Linked DNA regions of Mus musculus: region 2 is linked to region 1. A link is a contact called in public HiChIP or PLAC-seq data. All regions are on one chromosome and are shown on one strand. Each heading gives the region's core, a stretch centred on a gene start, on an enhancer-like site or on the middle of the called end of the contact. The rest is flanking DNA. Distances are from core to core; before and after follow the strand shown.

Region 1 (4,704 bases), core at 1,980-4,479:
CCCTCGTATGACCCCCAGCCCCTACTCCTTTCTTCTCAGCTACCATTTTCCTGGCTCATAGGTGACAACACCTGAGCCGGTCACACCTAGACTTGCTGGTCCCGTTGAAGGCTAGCCTCCAGGGTCCTGTTACAGGGTTGGGGAGTTTCGAGCCAGGAATTTCTCATTAGGCTGCTTTCCAAGGGGCACCTAAAGCTCTGGCCGACCCTGAGAGCTGGGGACACCCGAGAGTCATGAGCATTTTTCTAGGAGATTGTTTAACAGTTCATAATCGTGTGTGTGTGTGTGTGTGTGTGTGCGCGCGTGTGTGTAGGTCAGGAATCAATGTTGGGTGTGTCTCTCACTTGAACTAGGGCTGATAAGGCTAGGCAGGCTGGCTGGCCAGCAAGTCCGTCCATCTCTGGATCCTCAGTGCTGGGGGCAAAGGCCCACAATGCTTTGCTCAACTTTCTGCTTGGGTGCTGGGGATCTGAACTCAGGCCCTCATGCTTGTACAGCAAACACTTTACCTATTGAGTCATCTCTCCACTCCCAATGGTATCATACTTTAAAAAAAAGATTTATTTATTATTATATGTAAGTACACTGTAGCTGTCTTCAGATGCACCAGAAGAGGGTGTCAGATCTCGTTTACTGATGGTTGTGAGCCACCATGTGGCCGCTGGGATTTGAACTCAGGATCTTCAGAAGAGCAGTCGGTGCTCTTAACCACTGAGCCATCTCTCCAGCCCGGTATCATACTTTTAAACCAATGTCCACACTTACCATGTTCTGGGGCTCTCTTACACTACTACTGCCTATACACTAAACATATTAGTGAAACAAAACAAAACAAAACAAAACCCAAAGCTATAACAAATAACAAGCCCCAGGCAAACAAACAATCCCAAATACTCTTCATATATATTCTTCAAACTTGGTTTTAGGAAATTAATTTCACAGTCTTTATTTAGGAGGAGGAATAATTGAAACAAGCAATCAGGGACCAGGGAGCTGGCTAACTGGGTAAAAGCGTTTGCTGTGCAGTTAGAGGCAGGAGAATCTCGGAGAGCTTGTGAGAGACTAGCCTGCTGTACGCATCAGGAAAACAATGGAGATCCTCCTCAGATGAGATGGAAGAAGGTTGTCCTCTGACCTCCATACACATACTGTGGCATGGACACTTACTGATACACTCTCACACACACTTGCATGTCTTGTATAAATTTGTTTCTCACATTTCTCCTCAGTTTTGACTTTCTTGTAGTTTTCTGGACTGAGGGAAAACTTTAAATGTAGCAACTCCAGGACCAACACAGGAAGACTCTAGCCAGTCTATCAGCCAGAGGAGTCACCATGAATACAAAGAGCTTTGTTTTCATGCTAGACTTGACTATTTCCACCAGCTCTGCAAATGACCAACAAAATATGTTCTCAGCATGGAGTGGAATATTGTGACTTTAAAATGAAGGTCTAGATTGCAATATGTTTTCCATAACTGAAAAACTAAGTCTCTTTTTATTTTCGTCTTGCTTGTTTATAAAATAAGGCTGCAACACTGGCTTTAATTTGAACTATTTTTTTTTTAAATCTAACTACAGTCTTAGCTTGTAGCTTGGTGAAGTAGTTTGGGATTAAATGGACTTGACACTAAAGCCAGCTTTGTGGGTGGCTTAATGGTTGAGTCTGGTGGTGCACATTGGAAATCCCAGAATTTGGAAGTCAAAACATCAGGATCAGGAATTCAAGGCCATTCCTGACTACATATCGATCCTGAAGCCAGGCTATGTGAGACCCTGATTTATTTGCTTATAGGAACAACAAAACTGTTTTTGAGACAGGGACTCATTCTGTAGCTCAGACTATCTTATAGCTGGTAATGCACCTGTTTCAACACCCTGAGCGCCTGTGCCCCCATGCCTAGAGAACCTATAGATTTTCAAAATAGTTCTTTCTGTATCAAAATGAAAATGAAGCACGTATGGGAAACACTTGTCGATTTGCATGCTTACATAGTTCTGTGTAGCAACTACAGTTTAGTGTTGCGTAAACGACTGCTCACGAATCCAATTTCAAGCAAAAACCTACCCCGTATCTCTTCTGTAACGGCTAGGGTATAGGATTACCTCACAAACACTTTAGAAGACAGATGAAATCTGAATCGACAGGATATTTTCCACTAGGCCTGTTGATTTATTCACTGAGAAGACTATAGATTTACAGGTTTTCACTTGTTCCAAGAAAATCAGCTTTGTTGGTGATAGGGTAGATTAAAAAAAAAAGGATTGATTTATTTTATACGTATATGTGTGCTTGCATGAATTTATGTGTGCCACATTTGAGCAAGTGCCCACAGAGGCCAAAAGAGGCATCAGATGCCCTGCAGCTGGAGTTATTGGCCATTATGAGCTGGAACTAAATCCAGGTCCTTAGTGAAAGCAGCCAGTGCTCTTAATTGTAGAACCATCTCTCCAGTTCTGTGGCAAGGTAAATTTGGACATTTTTGCTTTTGCTTATAGTCCATTGCTTATAATTGATGTAAGTAAAAGTGCTATATATTCGAGGTTGACCTTGACTTATGATCCTCCTGCCTCCACCACACCAGGGCGTGCCAGCCACACCCAGTTTATGTGGTGCTGAAGGGGAGAAGCAATTTCAACAAGTTGTCCTCTGACCTTCATACACGTGCCAGGACATCCCCCTCCCTGGAGGACAAATAAATAAATGTAAAACAACAACAACAACAACAACAACAACAACAACAACAAAACCAAAAACCAACCAACAACAGATGTAAACTGGCTACCTTCAAGAAAAATGTGTTCCCCTAAACGTTTTTTCACACTTAAAAAATACCGTATCCATGACGCCTTTAATGCCAGCACCCAGGAGGCTGAGGCATGAGGATCTCTGTGAGTTAGAGGCCAACCTGGTGTACATAGTGAACCCCTATCCAAACAAACAAACAAACAAACAAACAAAAGAAAAGAAACAACACCCCCCCCACCCCAATCCATTGTTACATTTCTCTTGAAATTCGTGGTCTTCGCCTTTAGCCATGACAGCCAGCTGAGAGCTGATATAATTGAAAACACTCCAGCCCAATAAACACGAGGGAACTGGTTCCACACGGACCTATCAGAGAGGGACTGGGCACTGCAGGTTTTTCTTCTGGGTCAGTTTCGAGCTCTTCCGGGCCGCCGGCTAGCGAGGCGGAAGTGCGGTGTTCCCTAAGGCTGCTGCCTCGGAGCGGGCGGAGGGGAGCCTCCCGAAACGGGGGCCGGGCCGGGATGGCGGCAGCCGCGGCCGGGCCGGGTGCTTGGGCGGCCCAGGAGAAGCAGTTCCCGCCAGCGCTGCTGAGCTTCTTCATCTACAACCCCCGTTTCGGGCCGCGCGAGGGAGAGGTAAGCCGAAGGGGCCGCGAGCCTGCTCCGTGCCCGGCCCCTGATGCCGCAGCCCGTCCTGGCAACGGAGGTCCCAGGTTAATCCCTCCGCCCGGCTTGAAAGTCTTTCCCATCGCGTCAGGTCTGGGCAATTAAGATCGAACTTGACTCCTCTCTTGGAATCTTCGATTGCAAAGGTGGAGCCAGATTGGTAGGACAGAGCTCCCAAAAGAGGGAAAATGAAACAAAACTAAAAACTTGGAGGCGCTTCACAAAGTTAATTTTTTCTTTTTTCTTGTTTTCCCCAAAATTGATGTTTTGTTTTCTGGAAATGTTACTGTTACTTTATTTTTCCTTCCGGCTAACTAAAATCTCATTGTGTTTTAACACATTTCTATCCACTAAACTGTTTGGTTGATATCTATGCTGGTTCCAGCTTGTGGCTAATGTCATTAATGTAGCAATAAAGATTTATGTGCAAGCATTTCTGTGATGGTAGGAGTTAAGAGTGCTTTAGGTGTATATTCAGGTATCATAGTCGAACTCTAGTAGAATCATTCTATCTAGGGTAAACATTAGAATGAAATAGTTTTTCACTGTGTCTAGGATAAACGTTGGAAAAAAATGGAACGCTTCACGAATTTGAGTGTCATCCTTGCACAGGGGCCATGCTAATCTCTGTATCATTCCAATTTTAGTATATGTGCTGCCGAAGGGAGCACCCAAAATCGAAGTTATAAGCGTTTTTTTTTACTCCGAGTTGACAGTGGCAACTTCCTCAAAACATGCCTAGAACTGTGTTTTGTTGCAAGCAGATCAAAGCCCTATTTAGGGGCTGGTGAGATGGCTCAGTGGGTAAGAGCACCCGACTGCTCTTCTGAAGGTCCGAAGTTCAAATCCCAGCAACCACATGGTGGCTCACAACCACCCGTAATGAGATCTGATGCCCTCTTCTGGTGTGTCTGAAGACAGCTACAGTGTACTTACATATAATAAATAAATAAATAAATAAATAAATAAATAAGTACTTACATATAATAAATAAATAAATAAATAAATAAATAAATCTTAAAAAAAAAAAGCCCTATTTAGAGGCTGTCAGCCCAAGTGCTCCCGAACCAACTTGGTGCAATTGTGGATCCTGTATTCTTGTACACGCGCACACCTGCATCTTCCTTGTGAGGGTTTCTGACACATGGGAAGAAATCTGAGACTTTCATCTTGTCCTACTGATGAGATGTGATTTGGTGAATATCACAATTACCTCTTACACTGATGGCTTGCAGTAGTTACAAAATCACAATGAATTTTGTTTTTTGGAGGTGCTTTTTGTTTTTTGTTT
Region 2 (4,428 bases), core at 291-2,790, 36 kb before region 1:
TTCAGCCTCATTTTAACTTCATGATCCTTTTAAAGGCCAAATATAGTCACATTCTCAGGTTCTGGACAATGGAGCCTCAACATGGAGGGGGCACAGTGTAGTCTTTCATGTTGCAGCAGCGTTAACATGATGCTGCAAACAGAGTGGTTTAAAATAACAGATGTGGACTGGGGATGCAGCAGCCAGTTGACAGAGTGCTTGCCCAGCATGCATGGCGCCCTAAGGTCCATCCTGGCTACATATAAACCAGGCACAGAGGTGCACACCTGTAATCCCAAAACATTAGAGATAGAAACAGGAGGACTGGGTATCCCATATCACTCTTGGCTACAGAGTGAGTTGGAGGCCAGCCTAGGATATCTGAGACTTTGTATTAATTATTTAACAGACATGTATTGCCCTTGCAGTTCTGGAGCCTTACAGACATGAGGACCTGAATTCCATCACTAGACCCCACATTGGACAAAACAAAACAGCTGGGTAAGGTACACCATGCTTTTAATCCCAGCACTGGGGAGGCAGAGACAGGAGGATCTAGACTATTTAATGAGTACCAGGCCATCAAGAGACCATCTTAAGAAAAGGGGAGGAGTTGAAGAGATGGCTTAGCAGTGACCAGTACTTCCTGCTCTTGCAGAAGATCTGGGTTCAGTTTCCAACACCCATTTGGGACAGCTCTGGGAGATCTGATGCCCTCTGCTGGCCTCTGTGGGTACTTGCATGCACATGGTGCATAGACATATACTCAGCCCCACCCCCACAAAATGTAAAATAAACTATTTAAAAAGAAAAAAAAAGGCAGAAGTAATCCTCTGACTTACACACACACACACACACACACACACACACACACACACACACTACTTTCCTGGAAATCAGAGACTGTACTGGAAAATGCACGTTGGCCTAGACTCATCCCCAAAGCCCAGGACTCTGCGCCCAATCTGTGCCCATAGCTGCAAGTAAAGTACATGTGTTTCTGATGACAACCCGTCAACCAGAGCCCAAGGCTCCCTTCTCCCTCGACACAGTTCCCTCTCAATATGTGATTATGGCACTACCACAGCGAAGAGCAAGACAAAGAAAGGAAGAAAAGAAAAAAAAGAAGGAAGGAGGGAGGGAAGGAAGGAAGGAAGGAAGGAAGGAAGGAAGGAAGGAAGGAGGAAGGAAGGGTAATGGCTATTCCTGGTTGTCAACTTGACTATATCTGGAATGACCTACAATCCAGAATTGGAAGGCTCACCCGTGATCCAGATCTTGAGGCTGGGATATACACATTTCTGATCTGGATCTTGGCATGGAGATCTTGAGGCACAGTGGCCATGAAAAGCTTAGGCCCAGGCAAGGTAGTACACACCATTAGTCCCAGGAGGTAAGTAGATCTTTGAGTTCAGGGTCAGCCTGGGGCAAAGCAAGTCCCAGATCTAGGCGTGGTGATACACACCTTTAATCTGGGCCACACCTTCTGCTGGAGGCCTCCAGAAGGACTTTAGAAGAAGGAAGATTCACTCTTTTTAGCCTGCCTTCATTTACTTGCCAGCACATCTGTTGGAATCTACTTCTACAGAAGACCAGATGAAACAACTAGCCTAGTGGGACCGAGCAACTACTAGATCCTTGGACTTCCAATTCACAGCTGACCACTGTTGGGGAGTTGGACTACAGACTGTAAGTCATCACAATAAATTCCCTCAGTATAGAGAGACATTCCATAAGTTCTGTGGCTCTGGGGAACCCTAATACAGGAAGGAAGGGAAGAAGGAAGAAAGGAAGGAAAGGGAAGGAAAGGGAAGGGAAGGGAAGGGAAGGGAAGGGAAGGGAAGGGAAGGGAAGGGAAGGGAAGGGAAGGGAAGGGAAGGAGGGACAAAGGGAGGGAGGAAGGAAAGACGGAAGAAGAAAGGAAAGAAAGAGAGAAAGAAAAGAAAAAAGATCTCTGCCAATTTGTGGCTTTTGGTGTCCCTCCTGGCCTCTGTTTATGTGAAGGTGTATTTTTACCCAGTTCTAGGCAGAGACCATCGTGGGTTGAGCCTGTTTTACTTACAATTATGTCATGGACATATATACCACTGCAGCCTTCATAGCTGTTATTTTAAGAGCTGGGTACCAAGTCCATCTGGTGATCTGCCGTAATGCACTTTGCCAGTCTTCTACTGTGTGGCCTCTTTTCTTCTCTTTTTTTTTCCTTTAATTTTCTTTTTCTTCCTTCCTTTCTTTCTTCCTTTGCTTTAAAAATTGTATGATTGATTATTACTGTGTGTGTAAATGATGGAGTCAGGGAAGCAACATCTGTCAACCTGTGTGTGGAGGGTAGAGGACAGTTTTATAGAGTCGGTTCTCTCCTTTATGTGGGTTCTAGGGATTGACCTCAGGTCACCAGACCTGTGTGGCAAACACCTGTACCTGCTGAACATCTCACTAGGCTCTCTATTCTTCCTTCCTCCCTCCCTTCCTTCCTTCCTTCCTTTCTTTTTTCTTCCTTCTTTCTTTCCTCCTTCTTCCTAGTACTAGGGATGGAAACCAGGGCTCACATATGCTAAGGAAATATTCTACCACTGAGCAAAGCCCCAGCCCCTTCCTGGGGGATTCTAGGCAGGGGCTCTACCACTGAGCCACACCCCCAGCCCCTCACTGGGGGAGTCTAGGCAGGGGCTCTACCACTGAGCCACACCCCAGCCCCTCACTGGGGGGATTCTAGGCAGGGGCTCTACCACTGAGCCATGCCCCCAGTCCCTCACTGGGGGATTCTAGGCAGGGGCTCTACCACTGAGCCATGCCCCCAGCCCCTCACTGGGGGGTTCTAAGCAGGGGAGTTCTAGGTAGGGGCTCTACCAATGAGCCACATCCCAACCTCTCACTGGGGGATTCTAGGCAGGAGCTCTACAATGGAGTTGCACCCCAGCCTAAGGAGGGAGAAGAGTGGGGGACAGAAATACCATCAGTATATTTCTTGTGAATGAAATCCTCAACAAAATTAAAAAGTTTCAACTAAAAATAGAAAATGGAACTGGAGAGATGTCTTAGTGGTTAGGGGTACTGGCTGCTCTTTCAGAGGACATGGGTTTAATTACCAACACCCACTTGGTAGCTCACAACTCTCTGTAACTGTAGCTCCAGGGGAACCAACACCCTCACACAGACACACATGCAAGCAAAACACCAATGCATATAAATTAAAAATCAATAAACTAAAAAAGAAAACAGCCTCCCAAACAAACCCTTAAACTACCAATGCAGTTCTTAAAAATGTATTACACTGGGGGCTGGAGAGATGGCTCAGCGGTTAAGAGCACTGACTGTTCTTCTGAAGATCCCGAGTTCAAATCCCAGTAACCACATGGTGGCTCACAACCATCCGTAATGAGATCTGACACCCTCTTCTGGAGTGTCTGAAGACAGCTACAGTGTACTTGCATATAATAAATAAATAAGTCTACAAAAAATGTATTACACTTTGAATGTTTTTAAAAGATTTATTTATTTATTTTATGTATGTGAGTACACTGTAGCTGTCTTCAGACACACCAGAAGAGGGCATCAGATCCCATTACAGATGGTTGTTAGCCACCATGTGGTTGCTGGGACTTGAACTCAGGACCTCTGGAAGAGCAGTCAGTGCTCTTCTTAACTGCTGAGCCATCTCTCCATCCCACTTTAAATTTCTTTTTTAAAGATTTATTTATTTTTACGTGCATTGATGTTTTGCCTGCATATATATCTGTGTGAGGGTGCTGGGTGCCCTGGAACTGGAGTTACAGGCAGTTGTGAACTGCATGTGTGGTTGCTGGGAACTGAGCTCGGATACACTAGAAGAGCAGCCAGTGCTTTAGCCGATGAGCCATCTCTCCAGTCCCAGTGTATTACATTTTTATTCACTCATTTTATATGAGTGCACATGTGGAGGTCAGGGGACAACGTGGGGAGCCATTTCTTCCCTTCCATCACAGGGGTCCTGGGGGATGAATTCAGACCATGAGGCTTGGCAGCAGGTGCCTTTACCCAGGAAGCCATCTGTCTGTCTGCCTCTGGGTTTTTTTATTTCATCGTTTTAGAGTGGGTTTGACCAGAGAACTGAAACTGACAGGAAGGCAAACTGCTGCAGAGGGGAGGAAAGGGAAGTCCATGCATCTAGACTATTAAAAATAAAATAAAAATACACATTAGATAAGCTTCATTCAGGCCTGAGTGAAAGGGCTGTTGCACACAGTGGTGATCGGCACACACAAATGGACAATAGTTATTTATTTATTTATTTGAGACGGGGTCTCGCGCTAGCCTTCATTTTGTTCTGTAGGTAAGGATGACCTTAATTAAAACAATAATAATAACGACAACAGCAAACAAGGATCTCTTGCTACATAGCCTAGGCTATTCTGCAACTCACTAAGTAGACCAGGTTAGCTTCAAAGTTTCTATCCTCCTACATCAGCC

The links. HiChIP or PLAC-seq counts read pairs in DNA pulled down with a chosen protein or histone mark.
Region 2: an H3K4me3 HiChIP or PLAC-seq map of intestinal villus epithelium shows a contact between it and region 1, with 7 read pairs. The contact joins the promoter of Ocm here to the promoter of Ccz1 in region 1. A contact is called at or near these places in 1 of 39 promoter capture datasets (stem cell-derived epiblast-like cells), 3 of 115 datasets of contacts at active chromatin or transcription factors (embryonic stem cells and intestinal villus epithelium) and 2 of 9 other capture datasets (adipose tissue and liver).

Annotation. Positions count from the first base shown.
Region 1 is chr5:144,013,378-144,018,081 of GRCm38.p6, reverse strand. It overlaps Ccz1 (CCZ1 vacuolar protein trafficking and biogenesis associated), which reads left to right and starts at 3,229. Exons shown (of 15, transcript NM_177682.3): 1 at 3,229-3,383. The coding sequence starts at 3,270. Gm24311 (a small nuclear RNA gene) reads right to left here and starts at 4,084; the gene lies at 3,981-4,084. It overlaps Gm33427 (a long non-coding RNA gene), which reads right to left and starts at 2,923. Exons shown (of 2, transcript XR_377194.2): 1 at 2,106-2,923; 2 at 921-1,387.
Region 2 is chr5:144,047,721-144,052,148 of GRCm38.p6, reverse strand. Ocm (oncomodulin) reads left to right here and starts at 1,540. Exons shown (of 5, transcript NM_033039.3): 1 at 1,540-1,668.